Linked DNA regions of Zea mays: region 2 is linked to region 1. Evidence: chromatin contacts called from public Hi-C data. All regions are on one chromosome and are shown on one strand. The core of a region is the stretch at or near the end of the contact, and the rest is flanking DNA. Distances in the headings are between cores, read along the strand shown.

What was found. Hi-C and Micro-C count contacts between places; a contact is called where the count stands out from the background.
Region 2: a Hi-C map of ear shows a contact between it and region 1, with 2.8 times the contacts expected there. The contact joins the enhancer-like site here to the promoter of LOC100282862 in region 1. A contact is called at or near these places in 4 of 25 Hi-C or Micro-C datasets (ear, endosperm and tassel).

What each region holds. Positions count from the first base shown.
Region 1 is chr3:137,220,625-137,227,589 of Zm-B73-REFERENCE-NAM-5.0, reverse strand. LOC100282862 (40S ribosomal protein S9) reads left to right here and starts at 2,387. Exons shown (of 3, transcript NM_001291601.2): 1 at 2,387-2,478; 2 at 3,285-3,666; 3 at 4,213-4,589. The coding sequence starts at 2,451. The coding sequence ends at 4,387.
Region 2 is chr3:137,311,971-137,318,919 of Zm-B73-REFERENCE-NAM-5.0, reverse strand. No RefSeq gene overlaps it. Among protein-coding and RNA genes, the nearest start is that of LOC103650603, 39 kb to the left of the region's middle. Within about 2 kb of position 3,634, at least 7 of the 20 cell types and tissues checked have an H3K27ac peak or open chromatin away from gene starts, as enhancers often do. A contact at or near this core is called in ear, where this site is marked.

The DNA of each region.
Region 1 (6,965 bases), core at 1,138-3,637:
TACTACTATTGTGACGACTTGATCGATTCTATGTTCATGTTGATTTTAAGTGGAATTAAAAAACTTTTCAAAATAATTTTATAAGAAGTGTTAAAATTTTCTACGTGAGCCTTTAAAATAGAATTAAAATTTTCTTTAAAATAATTTTATAATTTTCTTACCCTTTAGACCAAAAATTTGATTTTGAGGTGTTAAAAGGGAAATATGAAGGATTTTTAAAGGAATCATATCCTACAGGAAAATTTTCTACGTGAGCCTTTGGATCACAAGATTCAATCCCATTAATTCCTTTGAAATTTCTATAGATTGCTTTCTTCCGTACAAGTTTTGGAGGAAAAATAACAAGCGGCCCAACCTCTTGTAAACTTTCCTATGATTCTTATCTATCTATTCAAGTTCATACATAGCATCCAAAGGCCATGCAAGAATTTTTTCTGCGTACTCAAATCATATAGGATTATGATTCATAACCAACTCTAATCATGTGCTTTTCTTGTTCCTGTGTTTTCATATTCTTGTGTTCCAAAGGAGGCTTTATCTTTGTAGAATTTTTATGTATTTTGTGCTCACAATGTCTTTGGGTCCTGTTTGATATGGCACCAACTCCATAGATTTTTGATTCACTCCACAACTCCAGATGGAGAGTTGGAGTTGCATGGGAGGCTAGCAATTAAAAAGAAGTTTTTACAGGTGATATGACATTCTTGCCAAGTTCAACGGGGTTAGTGGCGCGACCGCACGTGGCCAGTGATGCCGGCACACATGGCACAGTCGACGCAACGGGGCTAGGGGCACGACCATGCGTGGCCCCAGGCGGTGCAACTACGCACGACTGGTGCGTGGGAGAGCGCATGGCCGATGGTGGCTCAGGCTTGCAAGGGGACGGGTGATGGGGCCTGGGGGCGCACGATCAATGGTGGACCGAGAGCTCAAGGTCACGGACGACAGGGCAAAGAGCCTGTTTGGTTTAGCTTTTTTTCTAACCATCTTTTTCTGAGAATCTGGCTATGAAGAGAACCTAGTTGTGGGAAGAATCTAGGTATCATGGGGATTACGTGCGGATAAAGATGAAGTAGTCCAAAGGGTTCGAGATCTAGAAAGCGACGGATTACTACTATCGTGACGACTCGATCGATTCTGTGTTGTCATGTTGATTTTGAACCGTTTTTACCAAAACGATTCTTATAGAAACGGGCTGAAAAGCTAGGGCATTTGGCAGTCCGCAACAGCTTTTGATATCCAGAAGATGAAAAAAGCCCAAACAAATAGGGTCGAAGGCGGAAGCACGAGAGCGAGTAGAGGATGCTGAGAGAAAACACGATTCGATTGATAGGATACAAGGGAAAATATAAATGATTTTTTATTTGATAGCATTGATGAGTAAATACCACCGAATTGGTTTGAAGTTGAAAAACTCCATATCCAAATGAACTAGTTACATCAACTCTATCAAGTTAGTCTGCTCAAAAAAGGTGGAGTTTGGATGTTTGGCAGGTTCCACTAAATTATTGCCTAGAGATTGGTGTTGTAACCATGCTAAGCAAGTCCTTTGTGGGCACACAGGTTCGACAACATCGAGCTGCTCCCCTTTTTTCTCATCGGAGGTTTTTTATCTTTAGAACTGCTTATACCATCTCTAACAGTTCATTCAAAGTTTACTCATAAACACTATTTTGCAATGTTCTGCACTGTAGACTGCATTGTTCGCGGAGTGAAGTTTAAATATGATTATGGATGTAGGTAAGCTTATTGGAGATAGTCTTAGAGCATCTTCAACAAGGTGGCTCATCATAGTACCCTAAAAATTAAAACACTACATCATTTAAAGTGTTTAGGATACTAAAAACAAAATGCGCTCCAACAATTAAGCACTAAATCATGTATTTTTGGAAGTGAATTACATTATTTGGAAAGAAAATATTGAGAATAATGTAGAAAACAAATATAGTGCACTAGCGTGGGTGTAGTATATTTGAGTCACTTTATGAAGTGTCATATATTTTATAATAAAAATTTACAAAATAGAGTATTGTTGGAATTATTTTTTTATGAATTGTGCTTTATATCTGACACTCCTTATCTTATTCTCTATTTAAAACTTCGCTTTATAAGTAATATAGTCTACAATAAAAAAAACACTTAGCACCTATTTAGCGGTGATTGCCTCAGGAAATACTAGCAACACGGAACCACACCGAGCCTTGCATCGAGATTCACGTGCGACTAGGGTAGGGACCATTTGTGCTGTTAAATCAGGCTTGCGCTGTTGATTGGACCCGGCCCATAGTGCCCTGTAACTTGCTCGGCCCACTAGGGTTTTGGGGTGGCATATAAAAGCTGCCCTCGCGACCTAGCACCAGCCCAGCCACTCCACTCCTACCCCACACAGAAGCGGCGGCGGCGGAGCAAACGCAGGCGAAGGCGAGGGTGTGAGGGAAGGAGCACCAGCCATGGTGCACGTCAACTTCTACCGCAACTGTAAGCTCGCGCCGATGATCCCCTCCACCACTCCTCTGTTCGTTGCGCTTCGTTTCCTTTCATTTTCGTTGCGGAGGCGCCATGATCTGGTGCCGAATGGGATGCGCATAGTCCTAGTTCGTCGAGTTCTTGGCTAGTCGGCCTTACCTGACCATGGCAGGGCCTATTGAAGGCTCTCGTTGGGAGCACCAATGTTTTGTCTCGGTTTGTGTTCCCATCAGTGCCGTAGTTGCGAGGCGAGGTGAATGGTTCTTACGCCGCGACATGGAGATCGGTGGATTTAGCATGTCCACTGCTCTTGGTGGCAGTCGATCTGAGGTTTTGTAGGGCGTTGGTCGGAATCCGGCTCATGTGAAGTGATTATAAGTGGTGGCTAGCGTTGTTCTGGGATGAGCGAGCCTAATCCTCTCGTTTGCCCATGCGAAATAAACATGTTATGGATGAACATTTTGTTTGTGTAAACCCATCAGAAATTTATGTGACTATTATCTATAGGTTTTTGGCACTATGTTGTGTTTGTTTGACAAATAATTAAATTATACGGGTCATGTCACCTATTCTTTAGTATGGTCCATGCTGCAGTCGGTATTTCCATGTCAAAGTTATGCATTCTATGTTGCCTGCATTTTGTAGCTTGTTTGATCAAATGGTTACTTAATGCTCTTTTATCTTTTTATTGTGGTTAAAAAGGATATCTGGCCACTAGCTGTACATTTAGTTTCTAGTTTTTGCGCTTATGCTTTTTAACGTTTCTTAAATACCCCTAGTTATGTTTATGGTAAATTATGGTAAATGACTTCATGCAGATGGTAAGACGTTCAAGAAACCAAGGCGTCCTTATGAGAAGGAGCGTCTTGATGCTGAACTGAAGCTGGTTGGTGAGTATGGGCTGAGGTGCAAGCGTGAGCTTTGGAGGGTCCAGTATGCACTGAGCAGGATCCGTAATGCTGCAAGGCACTTGCTCACCCTTGACGAGAAGAACCCCCGTCGTATCTTTGAGGGTGAGGCACTTCTTCGCCGCATGAACCGCTATGGGCTGCTTGCTGAGGGTCAGAACAAGCTTGATTATGTTCTTGCCCTCACCGCTGAGAACTTCCTCGCAAGGCGGCTTCAAACACTTGTCTTCAAGGCTGGCATGGCCAAGTCCATTCACCATGCTCGTGTCTTGATCAAGCAGCGTCACATCAGGTACGCTTACATGGCTGCTTGTAGTACGCTTGCTCTTGGTATTGTTTATTTAAAAACCTCCATTTCAATGGAAGCGCCTGATATGAGCATGGAGTATTAATGATGCTGCCTATGTTGTAATAAATGAATTGTCAGTGATTACTTGCATGTCTTGTGAAACATTTCATGATTTCTTTGTTCTCTGTTTGACTCTGTAAATGCTTGTGCCTATGGATTAACTTCTCAAAATAGCACATAACTTTAGTTTATGTTTTTAAGTTCATTGCTTCGTTTGCCTGTCCCTAAATGTTTTCTTGGGTTTATAATGATTTTCTGTAGTCATTTCAGGCAGTGATTAGAATAACACTATTGAAGTATATATCTGTGTTTATCTTAAGCTGTTTCTGTAACATTAAAGAACTCATGATATACCATTTTTGGAATCTACTATCTTGTATAGATTAGACTAGCATGGTTAGTTGTCCCCTGAATCTATTATCTTGCTGAAATTATTTTTAAACTATGATGTTAAAGGAGATATCAATGTTTGTTTGTGGAACCTTGCAGGGTTGGCAGGCAAATTGTCAACGTCCCATCATTCATGGTGAGGGTGGAGTCTGAGAAGCACATTGACTTTTCACTGTCAAGCCCATTCGGTGGAGGCCCCGCAGGAAGGGTGAAGAGAAAGAATCAGAAGAAGGCAAGCGGTGGCGGGGATGCTGGTGATGAGGATGAGGAGTGAGGATGGACAAGTAGTGTTACACCAATATAATAATATTATCTAGTTTTCTTGAACTTGTTCGAATGATGAGTGCTTAGCTGTGTGATCTGACGCAGAGTCCCCTGTGCTGACTCTGTGTCATGGATGGTCCATTTTATCTTGTGGTATTATCAGCCTTTACATAACTGCTATGTTTGGATATGTTCAATTCTGTTGCAATTTTATGTGGTTGTTTTTTTGCGTTTTGTTGCTATTAAGCTGTTCTTTCAATCGGCTAATGATTTGCTTAAATGTTATTTATAATCTGCTTCAGCTTGTTGTACTGATTGGGTATATGATACGCTTAAAATTTTGTTGCTGTGACAGTATTGACAACTGGTCTGTGAACATTTGATATCGCGATGTGGCTAAGAATGTATTTTTGTTGATTGATTTTAGTTAACCTTTTTGGATGTTTTTTCATCAAGTTTCAAGCGTTTCAATTGATGGGCAAAGGAAATGTAGAAATGTTTATATGAGTACTACGTTTAAAATGAAAGTAAATAGAGGAAAACTAGAAACCTACTATGATGATAGGGATGATTGGGTCCGTTGGAAACATGCCACTTAAATTTTTGAAAATTTGGAAACTAGTGATTACATTGACTGTACAAGGGTTGTAATGCAGTTTCGTCAGTGTAAAAAAGGTTGCTAAGCGTGTATTTTCAGAAGTTATTAGTGGGTTTACCATGTTCGTGTAAACAGATGGTAGCTCTTATCATAACCAAAAAAATGAATGTCACATATATAAACAATGTCACATAAAAAGATTGTAAAAAAATGTAGCTAGTCAAGATTATTTCAACATTTATCATGGCATGTGGATGAAAAAAAATTAAAACATAAACATCGTTGTTTATAAATTCTTTTGGTCTTTAAATTATAGTTGTGAGTATAAATTCTATTCGTGAATTTTGGTGGATAAATGACGATGCATATAAAGAACTAATAACATTTTTAACAATGATAATTACACATTAATGTGAAAAATAAAATAAAATATGAGATCCTCAATGTGAAAAATAAAATAAAATATGAGACCCTCAATTCTAACTTCATGTGGCACGACGGTTAACTTGAGAGAAGTTTGGCTCTATTTTTAATTTATAACCTTTACTTGAGTATAGGATATCATAAAGGATTAAAAAATTATTAAGTGTAGTGTGACAAAATATGCTTAAATCATTTTATTCATCAACCCTTAACATCTCCAAAAACATTTCTTGAATTTTTTTAAAAAGACCTAGCGAAGATATGGCAAACAAATAAAGTAGCCTATGTTCGGATCTGACAATACCATACCATAATCAAAAGGTACAACGGCCCAAGCGACCAGACTTAACATAAATGTAGCCACTGGAGCCATTCTAAAAAGGGAGAAATTAGCACTACTTAGTGAAATAGGTTCTTTTAGAATCAATTTAAAACCATATGCTAGAGGTTGTAACAATCCGAACGATCCCACTACATCAGGACCCTTTCGACGTTGCACGGAAGCCATTAATTTACGTTCAGCTAGCACTAAAAAGGCTACTCCTAGTAGAAGTGGTAGAATTAAACAAAGTATTTCCGCTGGAACAGCTATGTACATTTTCGATTTTCTATTCACTCATGATCTGGCCTGACCTGGTCGACCCGATCAAACTATTGAACTTATGATCTGGCCTGGTTGACCCAATCATGATATTGAAGGATGGGACCTTTTCTCGATAAACTCCGGATCCCGAGAAGAAGCTTTCTTTTCTTTATTCTTTTTTATTTTGTTCCTCTTAAAAATTTCGAACCCAACTATATTTTTCTAACAAGTGTTTTTGTTGGGCTTCATTGCCCCCCAAGAATTTCAGGTCACCTCATCATAATTTCTAAGGTGAAAGCCTTTGGCGCGATCAACCTCCTTTGACCACTACGCTAACTCTATCTCTGCATTTGGAATTTTCAAGCCTATGTGACTAGAATTTTCGAGGTGGAGCCCTCCTGCACACCAACAATCACCAGATAGTGTTGAATAAATTCATTTCTCATTTTCCTTCCTTTTCCCTCTCTTGGCCATTCAATTGATTCAATCATTTTGAGATAAGGTTGTTGTCTTTCTCACTCCCCTACTCTCTCTCTCTCTCTCTCTCGCATAGGTCCCTGTCGGAGGTGAAATCCTATGTCCGGGTGACATAGTGCACTCGCCCTTATCCTAAGATGAGGAGGGGGTCTAGAGGTTTGCCTGATCGAATGGATGAACACAAGAACACAAGGATTTAGAGCGATTCAGGCCATCAGAGCGTAATACCCTACATCCATTGCGAGTTGTATTGCTTGAGAGTTTGAGTGTCGTGGGTCTGAGTGTTTGAGTCCTCCCCCTGTATCGCAAGTGCCCTTCATTTTATAGTCCAAGGGGGCATGTTACAAGGGAGCTGGACCCCGACAGGAGGGCCCATGAGTTACTATAATACGAAGCATGAGGCGTCGTCTAGACCTGATTGTGCTAGACCTTCTAGGCGCGTATCTCCTCTTGGTTGTCGTGCATGCTCTTGGTATCCTATCCTCTTGCCCTGTTTAGTCGAAACAC
Region 2 (6,949 bases), core at 2,385-4,884, 90 kb before region 1:
AAGAACGGTTAAAACTGGAGTCAGTCGGACTTATATCGACTGGAACCCAGTCAGTGGTCGCATTAAAACCCTGGCTGAATGCCATCCAGCCGGATAACTATCGGCTCGGACTCAGTCGGCTAAGCCTCAGCCAGCGCAGGTTTAGTCGGGCAAATTTCAGTCAGGTACGATCGTTATAATAAACCAGAGTTTTCTAAAGGCAGATTGTGAAGACCTTTGAGTTGATTAGTACTCAAATCAATTCAAAGCTCGGGGGCTAGATCGAGGCCGCCAATTGCACGCCATCGGGTATGCGTTGGGAATGAATGTCGCCGCTGTTTTTCGGCCAGGCAGCCTTTGCACACCTGATCGATATGATCGATGTGTGGAAGTCCTCGCACCATGTCACCAATGGAGAGCTTCCGAAGCATCTGGAGGCTGATGTGTCCGAAGCTTTCGTGCCACAGCCATGCTGTGTCCACGCCCTAGGTGGTGAGGCACATCGGTTGCACGATGTTGAGCCGGATGTAGTACAGACGGTTGGGGGAGTATCGCACGCGAGTAAGAAGGCACCATCGCTCCTCACAGATCTGCATCAACCCCTTGCTGACATGGATGTCATAGTCGTCCTCGTCTAGCTGCCCGACAGGCCGACACTGATGAGGTTGGTGTCGAAGCGTGGGATGAAGTAAACTTCGGTGAGCTCCCGATGCTCACTAGACTTGCACGCGAATAGCACAGTCACGCGCCCCTCGAGACCTCGATCTTCACGAGTGAATCGTCCCTGAACCACGCGCTTCCGATGATGTTGTTGTCGATGTTGGAGAAGACAACACGTGACCCAGTCATGTGATTGGTCACGCCCATGTCGAGATACCAGACGCCGACATCATGGCTACCCGCACCATTGAGCTAGGCATAGGGCCTAACCATGCCTGGCGGGCCGAACCGGGTGGCCCGTTTGGGCATCTCTAGGTGCACGCTTCCACTAGGTACACACACGCCTGCTCTATCGCAGCGCGCGACTCCTCCTGTGTTGTGAGTAGGATTGGCGGCCTCCCCACAGCCATGGGCGACTCCTCCTGCACTGGGTCCGGGGCCGGAGATGGCAGATCAAGTGGCACCTTCTTCACCAGGGACGAGGCCACCAGCTTCGGCGGTTGACCCATCGACACCTCCTCCACTAGGGACGGGGTCGCCAACTACAACAGTTGTTTCAGCGGTGCCTCCAATGCCGCTGTGCAGTGGCGGACGCAGAACAAAATTTTAGGTGGGGCGACACCATAAGAAACAAATCATGATACTAGACGACTAGATAAAAATAGCTTCATGTTAATAACGAGGTTAGGTGATAATACTAGGAGCGTTCTAAAACGATATGAATATCAGAAAACCATTTTGACCACCCTAGGGGAAAGACGGAGAGAGGGAAAGGGGTGGGCCAACAAGGGGCGAGGGGAGAGCACCAGGGTGAAGCGGCCACATCGGCGCGTCGCTGTGGCGAGTCTGCCTTGAAATGGTGATGATGAGGTAGCAACATGCGAGGGGCAGCGAGGGCAAGCGGCTGTAGACAGTGGCAAGCGACAACAATTGTTGCATTGCGACGACGTGGTGGGACCCTGGTGACATAGTGAGGGCAGATGGTGGTGGCACCATGGTGCTAAGGCAGGATCCCACCAATAGCTTGCCCACCAGTCGATGCAGACTAGGAGGCACAGTAGTGGCGCTGCGTGTGGGATCCCGACAACGCGTGAACTAACGAGTGACGAGAAGACAAGATGACACTAATAGCGGACGGGTTTGGTCACCCACTACTGATCCAGTCATGATCGAAGGAGCGATCGAGCCACAAGTAGGCCGAATAGCTAGCCGCTAGAGGAAGGAATCGAACGACTTGGATGGAGAGCGGGCTGAGCAATGGACTGTCGAGAAAAAGTTAGATCAAAACTAGATTTCATTAGATTTGGTTGTACCTACTATATAAAAGTTTTTTTGATGTATATCTAAATCTAGGTATGATAGCATATAAAAATTGAGGTGGGGCCATGACCGCCCACCCCTTGGATCCGCCTCTGCTGCTGTGGGCTTCCTCGACTCCCTGAAGAAGCCACTGTTGGCCACCGTCGCGGCCTCCACTTGCACCACGCCAGACAAGCACTTGCCCTCCGCGTCAACAAGGTTGGGGTCGACGATAAACACCCACGGGGCCGCCTGTGGGTGGATTTGAGTCCCAGAAGCCTCTAGCGCCGAGGATTCTACCGACGACGCGATGTCGTCCCCATCGTAGAGTGGGCGGAGCTAAACGGAGGAGACCCATGCCATTAGTAGAGTCACTCCTCTTCAGTCTAGGCGACATGGGCCTTCCCTTGTTGGGCTTGGACGGGCAATCCCTGGCCTAGTGGCTAGTTTTGCCACAGCTCCGGCACTGGTCACGACCGACGGCGTGGCCTTTCCCAGCACCGGTTTGCTTGCCGGTATTGGGTCGTGCCCCGACGCGGACGTCGCCTGTGGTTGCCGGACTTCGACGCGCCGGCGTCATTTCGGTATTTCTCCTTCCACCGGGCTTCCTGCTGCTCCTCCGTTAGGTACAGCTTACCCCTCGTCAACGGTGGTGGTGCATCATCAGCATCCTCGTCCGCTTTCAGCCAACCGGTGATGTCCTCCACTGTGAGGGTCGACACATCTAGTAGAGTCTCGATGGAAACTACTAGTTGCTTGTACCTTGGACGAGCGATCCGAAGATACTTCTCCACCACCTTCTCTAGAGACTCTGGGCCACCCAGCATGGCGAGCTGCGCGACAACGTCGGTGAGCCAAAGTGCGAACGCCTCCACCGACTCGCTGCCCCAGAACGACAACATCTCGTACTTGAGGCGTAGCCTCTGTGCCGCCGACTTCCGCACTCATTCATCGTCGATTCACAGCGACTTCAGGGCTTCCCAGGCCTCCTTTGTCGTCGGTTTGACGACCATCATGGAGACCATCTCCGGTGGCGTGGCGCTGCATATGACATCGAGCGCCATCCGATCGTCGCGTATGTCGATGTCGTCGATCTCCACAGCCTCCCATAGTCTGTGTGCTTGCATCTTCACCTTCATCAGCAAAACCCAATCGTTGTAGTTCATCTTTGTGAGAACCGGGTAAGTGGTCGATCCAGGCACCACGACAAGCTCGATGACGACCTCGCGAGTCCACGGACGTCGCGGCGACGATCGTCCTCACCAGAATTGCGGTGTCATCAAGCGCTCCGACGTATAGACATCCTCCTGATCTTCTTCCTCGGCTCTGATACCAAATGTTGCAAATACCGATGAGTTAAGCTGCCGACGCTCACACACACAAACTCTCCGATCAACTGAAGAACTAGAGACACGTGGTTTTGGTGAAGACCTAGAGACAGGTGGTTTTGGTGCTGTGTAAAACTTATATATCAAATTAAAACAGACTCGACTCTTATATGCACTTCATGCCGTATTTCTTGATCGTGTCATCACACGTCCTACAAACACTCTCCTGAGACTGCAAACACTACTGACGGGCCAGCTTATTCAGACTGAACAATCAAAAGAAAACCGACTAACTGAAAAAAGGAGCAGCTAAGTCCTAACTGACAAACAGGTACTAACAAGGAACACCAATGTACCATGGTAGCAGCGCGGTGGCTCTGCCACCTAGCGCCCGTCTGGACGCCGGCTCTCTCCCCGCGCTCCTGGCTGGCCTTGCCCGTCGCGCAATGACCCCCGCAGCGGCGAGGCAGCTCCAAGTGCAGCTCCTCGTCCGGGGTCTCCCTCTCCCCGCTCGCGCCGCCGTCTCCCTCATAGCCTCGTCCCATTCTCCGGGCCACGCCCGCGCAGTCTTCGACAACGCCGTCCCCACCGCCTGTGAGAACGTCTACCTCTGGACCGCCACCATCGCTGCTTACGCCAGACACGCCTCGTCCTCTCCGTCGGTAGCCGAAGGGGCGCTCACGCTGTTCCGGCTCATGCTCCGGCATGGTGTCCCTCGCCCGAACGCCTTCACGGCGAGCTCCGTGGTCAGGTGCTGCTCGGCACTGCGGGCCGTTCGAGTGGGGATCCAGGTGCACGGGTTCTTGGTGAATGCTGGACTCGGACGCGCTGAGCACGTGAGAGCCGCGTTGGTTGACATGTACGGCAACCATGGCCGGGTAGCGGATGCGAGGAGGGTGTTCGACGAAATGTCTGCCACAAGTGTGGTCCTGGGGAATACCATGGTGGCGTGCTACGTCAGGGCAGGGGATGTGGAGTCTGGGCGGGTTGTGTTTGATAGGATGGTGGAAAGGGACCTAATCTCTTGGAACACGCTGATGATGGGGTACTTGCGGCAGGGGGGTGCAGGTGTGGCAAGGGAATTGTTTGAAGAGATGCCAGACAGGAATGTGAACAGCTGGAACATGGCGATTGCTGCATACTCGCAGGAGAGGTCATGGGCTGATGCAGTTGCTGTGTTCAATCGTATGCGCCTCGCCAGATTCCAACCTGATCCCGCGACGATGGCTGTGCTGATGTCTGCCTGTGCACAGCTTGGTTCTTTGTCAGTTGCAAGACAGGTGCATGGGATTTTGAGGAAAGGCTGTGTCGAAATGAACTTCCATGTGCTGAATTCATTGATTGACATGTATGCTAAGTGTGGTAGTATCAGCCAAGCTCATTTGTTGTTTGTTGAGACACATTTAAAGGACACAGTGTCTTACAATGTGATGATCTGTGCTCTTGCACGCCATGGACATGGCAGAGATGCACTTCAGGTCTTCGATGAGATGTCTAAGGAACGATTGCAGCCAGATGCGGTCACTTTGCTTGGCGTTTTGTCAGCTTGTGCTCATGCTGGACTAGTTCATGATGGGAAGTTCTACTTTGAATCTATGAAAACAAATTATGCAATTGAGCAATCCCCAGATCACTATGCATGCATGGTGGATCTCTATGGCCGAGCTGGACTCATTAAGGAAGCATACGAATTAGCACGGGCAATGCCAATGGAACCACATGCAGGTGTCTGGGGAGCCTTGATCAATGCATGCAGGAAGCATTGCAATGTTGAAGTCGGTAAGGTTGCAGCGAGAGAGCTCATTGCTATTGAACCCAGGAATCCTGGAACTTATGTACTCCTTGCCAACACGTTGGCTCGTGGTCAGCAATGGGAATTTGTTGAGACTGTGTGGCAATCAATGAGAGGAAAGGGTATTGAGAAAACAGCAGGGTGCAGTTGGCTTGAAGTGGAAAATGTTGTTCATGAGTTCTTGATGGGAGAGTCCAGCCACCCTAATTCCGATGAGATTTACAGCATCCTTGAGCATCTGTATCTACAACTGACTTAAGTTTGGTCTTTTGCTATAAAGGAGACGAGATCATTATGCTGGATGCCTCCATATGCAGTGTCAGGCTGTAAAACCATGAAGAAATTTGTATCAGTCATTTTTATCAAGTAGGAATCAGAGACGCTGAAGGCTGTGACTTGAAATGTAAACCTTTTAGAGCAGCTGATCAAGGATGGCTTCATTTCGTAATGACTGAAGACACAATGCAATGTACTTGAAAATGTGGCAAATCATGGTATTCTGCAGAAGTGCAGAATCTATGACACGAGAAGGACAAAACCAAGTCAAGGTATGGTGCTGTGATATAATTGTATTTATTGTGCCAAATTTATGCCAGAACTGTACATTCTTACTAAGTTACCAAAATAACAGAAATTATTTTATCATTTGAATGATCAGAAAGGCTTTTTGTTCTTTCACTAAAACATTGTAGAGAGATTGATAAATAAAGTAGCAGATATTCATAACCTGTTTGTGTTTCATATATTTTGTACACATGCCTCCATTCATCTTTAACTGCTCTCACGAGGTGGAGGTTTAGATCCTGAATCTCTTGTCGAGCTGACATTTATTAGAGCTGGTGGATTGGATCTTAAGGAAAGATTAATGCAGATGAATTCAGTGCTTCATATTTCTTGATTTTATCTTGGCACAACTACTGAAACCTAAATAGAAGATTTGGCACAGGAAACATAATTATTTCTTGAATTTAGTTTTTTTGTGGTAATTTTCCTTCACCTCTTCCCCTCACGATATCTTTTGTTTAGTATCACATTTATGGCATCTAGCTAGTGGAATATTGTTTTCTGTTGCTGTAAGCATATGCTCTGCAACTGCAACAGAACTTTGCATAGCAAAAGCATGGTACTATTTTTTTCGGACATCCTGGTTCTCTCTAAAGTGTTCAGACATTTTAAACATGTAGAAATTACATATCGATGCCTGCCTAGGTACTCCATTACTAGTATGATTCAAGGCCTTCTTTTTGGTAGTAAGAGGGAGCACACCGAGTCCAATTTTGGTATCAGCTCTACCTCTACCTTGGCATGGGCTGGTAATCAAACAACTTGGGCATATGCTGAGCAAGCAATCTGCAGGATTTTCCATGACCTGATACCGTGCAAAAGCAGGGCTTCCCATGAGTTCATTTGTCCATGCTGAGCAGAGGTGCACCATTCATTAAAACTCTCGACAATAACATTGCCCATAACGTGCTGCAGAGCCTGTTTGACATGGTTCCAAAGCTAAACTTTAAGTAAAGTTGGATAAAATCTTGCTAAACAGATAAACTTTAGAGTTGTTAACTCTATTGAGTTTTTGGAGATGTAGTGCAAATTTTTTCATGCTCTGACATCTTTCAAAACCAATCTAGACATAGAGTTGTGAAAAATTTACCCATTATTATGGTTATGAGTATAATGTTTCACTTTATTTCTCCTGCATCAAAGCCTTTCTTCTCTGCGTTTGTTTTCTTTCTCATACGCTAGCCCATAATATAGTTGTCAAGGTGGGCATCACCTCATGCATGGAGGGCGACGTTTCCCATCTCAGGCCAAAAGGACAGAGGTGAGTTCTCTTTCTTGTTGATTCTTTTTAACACGTCCTCTGCTCATCCATGGAGGTGGCGGTTGA